Regions from separate parts of the Oryzias latipes genome. Here region 2 is linked to region 1. Evidence: chromatin contacts called from public Hi-C data. All regions are on one chromosome and are shown on one strand. Each heading gives the region's core, a stretch centred on a gene start, on an enhancer-like site or on the middle of the called end of the contact. The rest is flanking DNA. Distances are from core to core; before and after follow the strand shown.

The links. A called contact is a pair of places that touch in the nucleus more often than the background predicts.
Region 2: a Hi-C map of embryo shows a contact between it and region 1, with 1.7 times the contacts expected there. The contact joins the enhancer-like site here to the promoter of tomm34 in region 1. A contact is called at or near these places in 4 of 5 Hi-C or Micro-C datasets (embryo, fibroblasts and gastrula embryo).

The regions. Positions count from the first base shown.
Region 1 is chr5:26,723,487-26,727,409 of ASM223467v1, reverse strand. It overlaps tomm34 (mitochondrial import receptor subunit TOM34), which reads right to left and starts at 1,892. Exons shown (of 8, transcript XM_011475425.3): 1 at 1,506-1,892; 2 at 5-144. The coding sequence starts at 134.
Region 2 is chr5:26,779,138-26,783,060 of ASM223467v1, reverse strand. The region is part of intron 38 of LOC101167700 (inositol 1,4,5-trisphosphate receptor type 1); the gene reads left to right. Among protein-coding and RNA genes, the nearest start is that of LOC110015168, 4.4 kb to the right of the region's middle. Within about 2 kb of position 1,785, at least 2 of the 8 cell types and tissues checked have an H3K27ac peak or open chromatin away from gene starts, as enhancers often do. A contact at or near this core is called in embryo, where this site is marked.

The DNA of each region.
Region 1 (3,923 bases), core at 643-3,142:
TTACTGGACTTTTCCAGCACCTTGATGGCCTGGCTGTAGAGATTGACAGCCTCTCCATACTGGCCGGTCTTGAAGCACTCGTTCCCCGCTTGCTTCAGCTCAGTCCAGGACTTTGTCTTCCGTTGCTGAGGCATGACTTCCTGTCTTTGCAAGAAAAGACAAAAATAGAAAACGTACAGTGGAATGAGAAAGTTTGGGCTCCCCTGATCATTTTCAAGATATTTCTTCATAAATCATTGGTTGTTCGGATCATCAATTTCAGTTAAATATATCATAGCAGATGAACACAGTGATATTTGAGAAGTGAAATGAAGTTTATTGGATTTAAAGAAACTGTGCAATAATTACTTAAACAAAAAGCTTCTAATTCTCTGTTCATGGGAGCCTCCAGCTACAGATCACTTGATCCTCAGTGGAGTTCAAAGATGGCCCCTAGAGCACCAAATCCAAGAAGAAACATCTTTGATGCTTCCTAAAACACTATTTTGCTTTGACCATATTGATAAAAACGTATTAAGCAACTACAGTAAGTATTGGAGTACAGGGCTCCCTGATATTCAGAATAGTTCACTTTTTGCTTTAAAACCCCTTTGAGCATAAACAGGCAAAGACAGATCAGAGACGGCTTCAATGGATGTTTAACTACTAAAAGTAAGAAAATATGAAGTTGCCTGGAACCAATAAGTTAACATGGGTTAAACTGGCGGCAGAGTTAACTTTATTGATTTGGTTTTGAGTCATAAAATGCAAATGTTGAGGGCAAACAACTATTTACCAATTTAATTATGTTCAATAAAAACAATCACCTGAAACAAAGCAAATAAAGTGAAGGTATTTATTATCTAACTATTGACAAGGGACAGGTTTTTTTTTGGGGGGGGGGGGGGGGGGGGGCTATTGGTTCAATTCAAAGTGATCTAACTGTCCATGAATCTATTTGCTTGTAAAATGCATTTTACTTAGTATAAAATGAAGCAACAATGTTATTAATAGTAATTTAAGGGATGCCTAAAAACTGTTTAAAAAAAGGCCTGGATAAACTATGGCTAAATAACTTGTTTATTTTTAAACGTATTATGACTAATTTAATAAACGACTTCACTAATTTTTGAGGAAAATCCAAGTAAAAATATGTTGAGCAAAAAAAACAACAACCCGAATGTTGTGAACTCTAAAGTATAACTTACTAATACGGTTTAATTATTGTCAGAATTTTATGACAACAGTGTCGTTAGGTTTGTTTTTAAGAATTGTTTAACTCCAAGACACACAAAAACACTGAATAAAAAAGGAAGTCGCAAATGTTTTAACTGAACCAGATACCAACTGTAAAGTCTGGAGACTGCCTTTTTGCTAATCAAAGACCAGTCCGCTTCTCTTAGGGACACATTTTGAAGATAAGACTTTAAAAGGGACGCGCGGGGGGACGAGCTTAGCATGTTCTCTCGGTTATGCTAGCTAAAGTTCCTTATTTAGCTGCTAACGCGGTTACGCTAACGTCTTACCAGCGACCTGCGTAACGACAGCAGCGATAGTCCTCTTCTCCTGGGTACCAAAACTCAAACCGTCGGAACAAGTGTTATGTTAGCCAAAAAGAGGAAAGGAATCAACTGTAAGCACAGCTGTTGTCCTCGTGGTACGTTCGCGTGCGGAAAACACTAGCCGGCTCTAGTACATTCTCCGTCAGTGTAGAGTCGCTGAGAGGGAGAGATACAGTATCGGTTTCGCTCAGGTTTCGTTTTTTTTTTTTTTTTTAAAGTGGCTTGATTTTTTTTTTTATTTTATTGTTTGGATTATTATTTTTTTGTAAAATGATTGTACTAAAAATACAAAATGTAAAAGAAATGGTAAATATACACACTTTAATGCTTAATTTCAAACTACTGTAAGTTTTTTGTAGGACAAGCTAATGCTGTGCCTCTGGTGTGCAGCATTTATTTTGAAGGTTTATAAAGGGAAGTGAATTCTTTCCTCTTCCGGGCATAATCAAACCAGAGAAAAAAATGTTTTCTATAAATTATCGTACATAATCGTTATAAACAAAAAACTAAAATATACCATAAATAGAAAAAGCCGTCAATTGATGAATTCAACAACAAAATTGGAAAACAAAAATGACTACTAAACGGTATGTTTATAAAAACTAGTTTCAGTCAACAGTAAGCTCGTGTAGTTAATTGACTGGGCGTCAATTTTCTCCGAAATGTTTTTAAGAACACCCCGCCCACGTATTGTCACATTTACCACACCATGACGGTGCTCTCCGGTGTGAGCTGTTCCTCAAATCAGACGCACACTTTAAGTAAGCGTATTGTCTTTTTGTTTTAAACCATTCCGACACCACATGAACGCAGCATTTCTCTACTTGCGTTTTTCCCTGAGGAAAAATAAAAACTCTAAAAATGTTCTGATAAAAATAAAAGCATATCACCAGTAGGTGGCAGTCTTATATCAGTAATGTTGTGCACCTTACCAATCAATCACATCATCCAGAATTTTTTTTATATTAGCAGACTTCACGTTAATTTTGACAGAAAAACAATTATTATTTGAAGCAGAAGTACTGGGAAGTTTACAAGCTACTGCTACCTTATAAATATGCATACAGGAAAAAGTTGTCTCTGAGGTCTCATGACAAGCTTTGTTTTAGAGTTTTCTATAAGTTTTCTGCACCCCCCCCCCCCCCCATACCAAAACAACATAAAATAATTTAACATTAGAATATTTAAAAGACAATCTTTGCAATCTAAAATAAACAAAAGCACCAGTAACGTATCCATCTCACATTGTTGGAATGAAGCTTTGTCCGCTCAGTGGATCTTCTCTGGTTTACCTGATGCTTGTTTTGCAAACTGTGCAGCCAGACCATAGTCATTCATTTATCCATCCATCCATCCATCCATCCATCCATCCATCCATCCATCCATCCATCCATCCATCCACTCATTTTCTTCTGTTTTGTCCCTTTCGGGGTTACAGGGCTGCTGGAGCCTATCTCTGCCTTGGGGGCAAAGTCAGGGGACATCCTGAATAGGTTGCCAGTCTGTGGCAGGGGCACAGTCACACACCTATGCACACTCACATAAACACAATTTAGAGTTGCCAATTATGAAGCATGTTTTTGGGCCGTGGGAGGAAGCCAGAGCCCCTCGAAGAAACCCCACGCATGCACGGGGAGAACATGCAAACTCCACACAGAAAGGGACCCCATTGGTTTTAGGTCCCCCAGCCGGGACTTGAACCAGGGGCCTTCTTGTTGTGAGGCAAGAGCGCCATCACCATGCAGACCACAATCATCAGAGCTTCAGAGCCAAACTAAGTAGATCTAGACCTGACAAATTCACTAGTGAAATGGATTGCAATTGAAGGCCTTAAAAGCTGCAACAGATAGATAAACAGACAAGAAGATCAAGATTTCTGCTCCTCAGCTGGCTAAAAAAAATATTTTTTCCCAAAGAAATTCACCCAACATCTTAATAAATGGAAACTAGAAAAGGAATGCGATGGTTCTGCTGCAAATTACCAAAAAAACTAAAGTTTTTTTTTTTTCTTTTACAAGAAAAGACCCCTTGTAAAAAAAGAAATAGTGCTCCTAGAGTAGGCAGGTGAAAGGTTAAAAACATTTAAATCCCCTCCAGCAGCAGCTGTGGCATCATGTGGGCTCACTTACTAATAAATGAGTAAAACAGACAGTTAGAGGCTAAAATCCAGTAAATGTTCATAAGAAGAGAACAATCACTTGATTAAAAATAAATTCCATTAAATGTCTTTCTATTGTAAATGCTTCTGTGATTTGTAACAATTCTGCTTGATTTCACGTAAGCCCAAACATAAAATAACTTTTTGAAGTACATCCTACCAAAATTTCAGAATAAAATACAATGATTGCCCTGACATGTTTTGTGTTGAGCAGACAGGTGGGT
Region 2 (3,923 bases), core at 536-3,035, 56 kb before region 1:
ATCAACAGATCATTCAATGCAAAGACATGTTAAAGATGACAACAACAATTAAAAAAGCAACACAAATAATAAAAAAAAACTGCATAACATTTTCAAAAAAAAAAAAAATTGCAGAACTGTGTAAAAGAAAAAAATTTTGGAAAACAAAAGTAATTTCTAGAAAACAAACTGAAATGTTAGAAATACGAAACAGAAAAGGTATGTGACGTCACTGATTGGATGATGATATCCAGTATTCATTCGTAAGAAGTAACTTTCAGTTCAAATGATGGACAAATGTCATCATTCAATCAGCGATGTCCCACACCTTTTACAGGTACATTGTTTTTGTGTTGAGTGATTTGCACTTCTAGGCTGAAAAAGGCTTCGAGAACATGTTAAAATCACCAAAAACCCGATTTTCATTGGCGTGGGTCTTGAAGCACACCAGCACAGATCAACATAAGACCAATACATCCCCTTTCACTTAAGTCAGATAGCTATTGCTGAAGGTCAGGGTTAAAACCTCTGAAAGGCATTGTGAGACAGGTTTTTATAAACTTTTCAAAAGCTGCGGAAATGGAAAGTTTTTGAGAACATGTGAGGGTAAGTGGGCTTCGTCCTTGAAAAAACGTAATTACTAAGTTTACTTAAATGCCACATACCAGAAAAATAGAACGTTCTGGAAAAAATACTCTCTAAATGTGTTTCAGCCAGCAACAACTCCTGCCCAGAATTGTGAAAACATGATCTTTCTCATGCAAGATAATGCATTGTTCTTTAGTAGGATGTTTTTTTAGCTTTTTTTCTAGCGGTGTTTTAAGTTTTGTGGAATTTAAAAGTTGATACAAATAGAACAACTTACTTCTGTAGGAAATGTGTAATTAGGTTAAAAAGCGCGTAAATCCATATCCTGGGCTTTATACCCAGGTCAATAAAAATGCTTTTGTGCTCATGTGTACTGAAATTCGGTATATCCAAAAGACGCAGTTTGGCTCAGGTGTTTTGTGTATGCAACACAGTAGCCCATTGCTGCTAAATCTGACGTATTGTTTTCATGTTTTTTGGCTTTTGACACATTTAGGCCATGAAATATTGGTTCAAATGTGGATAAACTTATAAAATAAGTGTCATTGAGTTGTAAATTAAATGCTGAGAGAGTTATTTATGTTCATATTTTGTCCCAAATCCAAATGAAACCTGACAATCATTAATAGACCTAAGTTGTCCAATGAAACCTGTAGAAGTGAAACACCAAGAAACCAAACCCAACATTTGGGCAAATTCTTTGTAGGATTTACCAAAGATAACATCTCAGAAGTTGTCATTTTCTTCCTTAGCGCCTTACCTGTCTGCACTTAGTGACTGGTATATCTGATCATGCAAATAATATTGATTTCTGTTGCCTTTTCATTCATTTAAAGTCAGACCTTTCTGTGGATCTTGTTTGAGTGGACATAAAACTTTTACTATAACTGTCCTTTATTGGCTCTAGTGTTTTGCATCATTGTGTGAATGTTTGTGTGTCTGTCATGGCTGGGTCTTCAAGTAATCTAGTAAAGTGTTATAAAAGTATATGCCATTCGGTAAATGGTAGGAAAGTTATGTAGTCAAAATTAAAAAAGCAAACTATTGAAAAATAGATACAAACACACATATATCCTCATATATGTATATACAGTATTTAAGGAATAAAATGTGTTCCCTCTTGCTCACCTTTCCTGTTTTTCTGCAGCTCTGTGGGCTTCTAGTAACAGATGGCAGCTCTAATCAGCTCTGTGTCACTGGTTTAGTGGCCTGATTTCTTTTGGAGTGATTATGTAACTCTAACCCAATCACCCTTGCTTCCCCTCCCCGCTCATGTCCCGTCCATTGTGTCCTTTTACATAAGAATAATGTGGAACCGCAGCTTTTCTTTTTTTAGTCTGATCTTTGCTCAAGGAGCACTGTACACGCCGCACAGTTCGTACCTGTGCAGCCTGGTGCTAAAATATATAAATATATTGAAAGCAAAGTCACCCAAACTCACCAAAGTCATTTTTATATATAAATATAAAAATATATAAATGGTGTAAGAAAAAAGTTGCATTCTGGTAAATTCCTTTGTCTTTGTCTGATACTGATATTGTGTGCGAACACATGAAACCATTCACAGCAGTGATGCATGGTTTCAACCTGAACTGTTGCACCAGAAATGACTTTTTACACTAAAGGCAAATGATGCTGCTTCGACCAATTATATAACTGCAAAAAGAGATCATAAAAAACTCTAGAAAGTAGTAAAATAATCTGTCTATGCAGCAACAAATTTTTAGTTTACAAGAAATCTTATTATAGGATATTGTAATCTAGAAACAAGGAGTTTCACACATTCAAAAGAGAAAAATAGGCCAAAAAGGCTTTCTGTTAGATAGAATTACTTCAAATTAAATGTTAAACAGCCCAATAATAAGTATTTTTGCTATTTCTAAGCAAATAGTTTGTATTTTTTGAATTTGCATGTACCTAATTCTAGTTTATTTTGATTACAGTGACAAAAACCTAGTCTAATACACGGAAACGACTCATTTTAGAGCGAAATATGAACAAAATGAGAATACCATCTTACTAGAGTTGGACCATCGTTATAAATCCGCATAAAATAGTAATTCTGCTTCATAAATGCATTTAAATATCTTAAGGATATTTATTTAATTGAGTTATTTTAGTTTTTTGAGTCTTAAATCATGTTTTTCTTTCGTCAAGAGTATGCAGGGACAATGGTTTTGATTGAAATAATATTGTCCGTATCTCTAGATTTTAGCTCTTTTTGGGACAAACATTTTTGGCTGTGCTGATTTTGAGAAAAGTTTGGAAAGGTGTCGAGCAAAGAGAAGTTGAAACAACCTAAAACCTGGTCACATTTGTAGACGTTTTGAAAAACAAACTAAAATCTTTGGAAATATCAAATAGTTTGCAGTGGAATTGTATAATATATTAATATGTTAGAAGATTCTTTGTCACCAATACCAGCAAACTCGTTTATTCTGTCTTTAGATTATTAAAACTTTTTCAAATTACAATCTTAAAATGTTTGCACAGAGCCCAAACATTAGATCAGCTGCTGATTTATTTTTTATGATCAGCAGAAATTATGCTTGAGCATATTTACAGGATTTGATTTTCTAACTAAAAAGGCTTGTAGCTTCTTTGTAGTAGTTGGTTAAAACCCTTTTTATGGAGTTCCACCTCTTGAGAGACGCCTTTTGATGTAGTGGTTGTGAATTAGCTGTAAAATGATTAATTTGTATCGAATCTAAGAACACTTTGTTAGGCAATTACACTTAAACCTTTATAGTAATGTGCTTTTTTAAATTTTTGATCTTGTTTGTGCACATTCATTCTCCTAAAAGCTGATAGTCCAGGTCTGTACTTAACTCGATGTAGCTGAAGCCTTTATGGAAGAAGCTGCACAGAAGATTTCAAATGAGGTAGATAAGAGAAATAAAGAGACGGCCAACATTCCTGACTACTTTGAAAGCGTGTTAACATGTGGAACGGGGGCATTCCTGAAGATAAAAACGTCTGCAGTTGAATTGGAAAGGTGCTTGGCAGTGGATGAAACACTCATCTTGGTACAGAGAATACCTTTCATTGCTAAAATTGAAAATGAAACCAAGCGTTTTGAATTGAGCCTCGGCTTTAACTGTTCATCTATGTGAGAAAGGTTACTGGCTTTAACTTTACTCACTGAACTCCACATTCAAGCTTGACAACTGTTAAATATTGTGTTTTTTCTGAAGCTTATATGCATGTTCACCACAAAGCTGTACGGTGACTGAAAATGCAAGTTTAAATCTTGTTTGTCTTTAAAGACCATTCAGAAAAATTTCTGGAAATAGGCCACAGGAAAAACTTTGCACGCATCTTAATTTCTGCTTCCGCCCTTCCAAAGTCACAGCTTT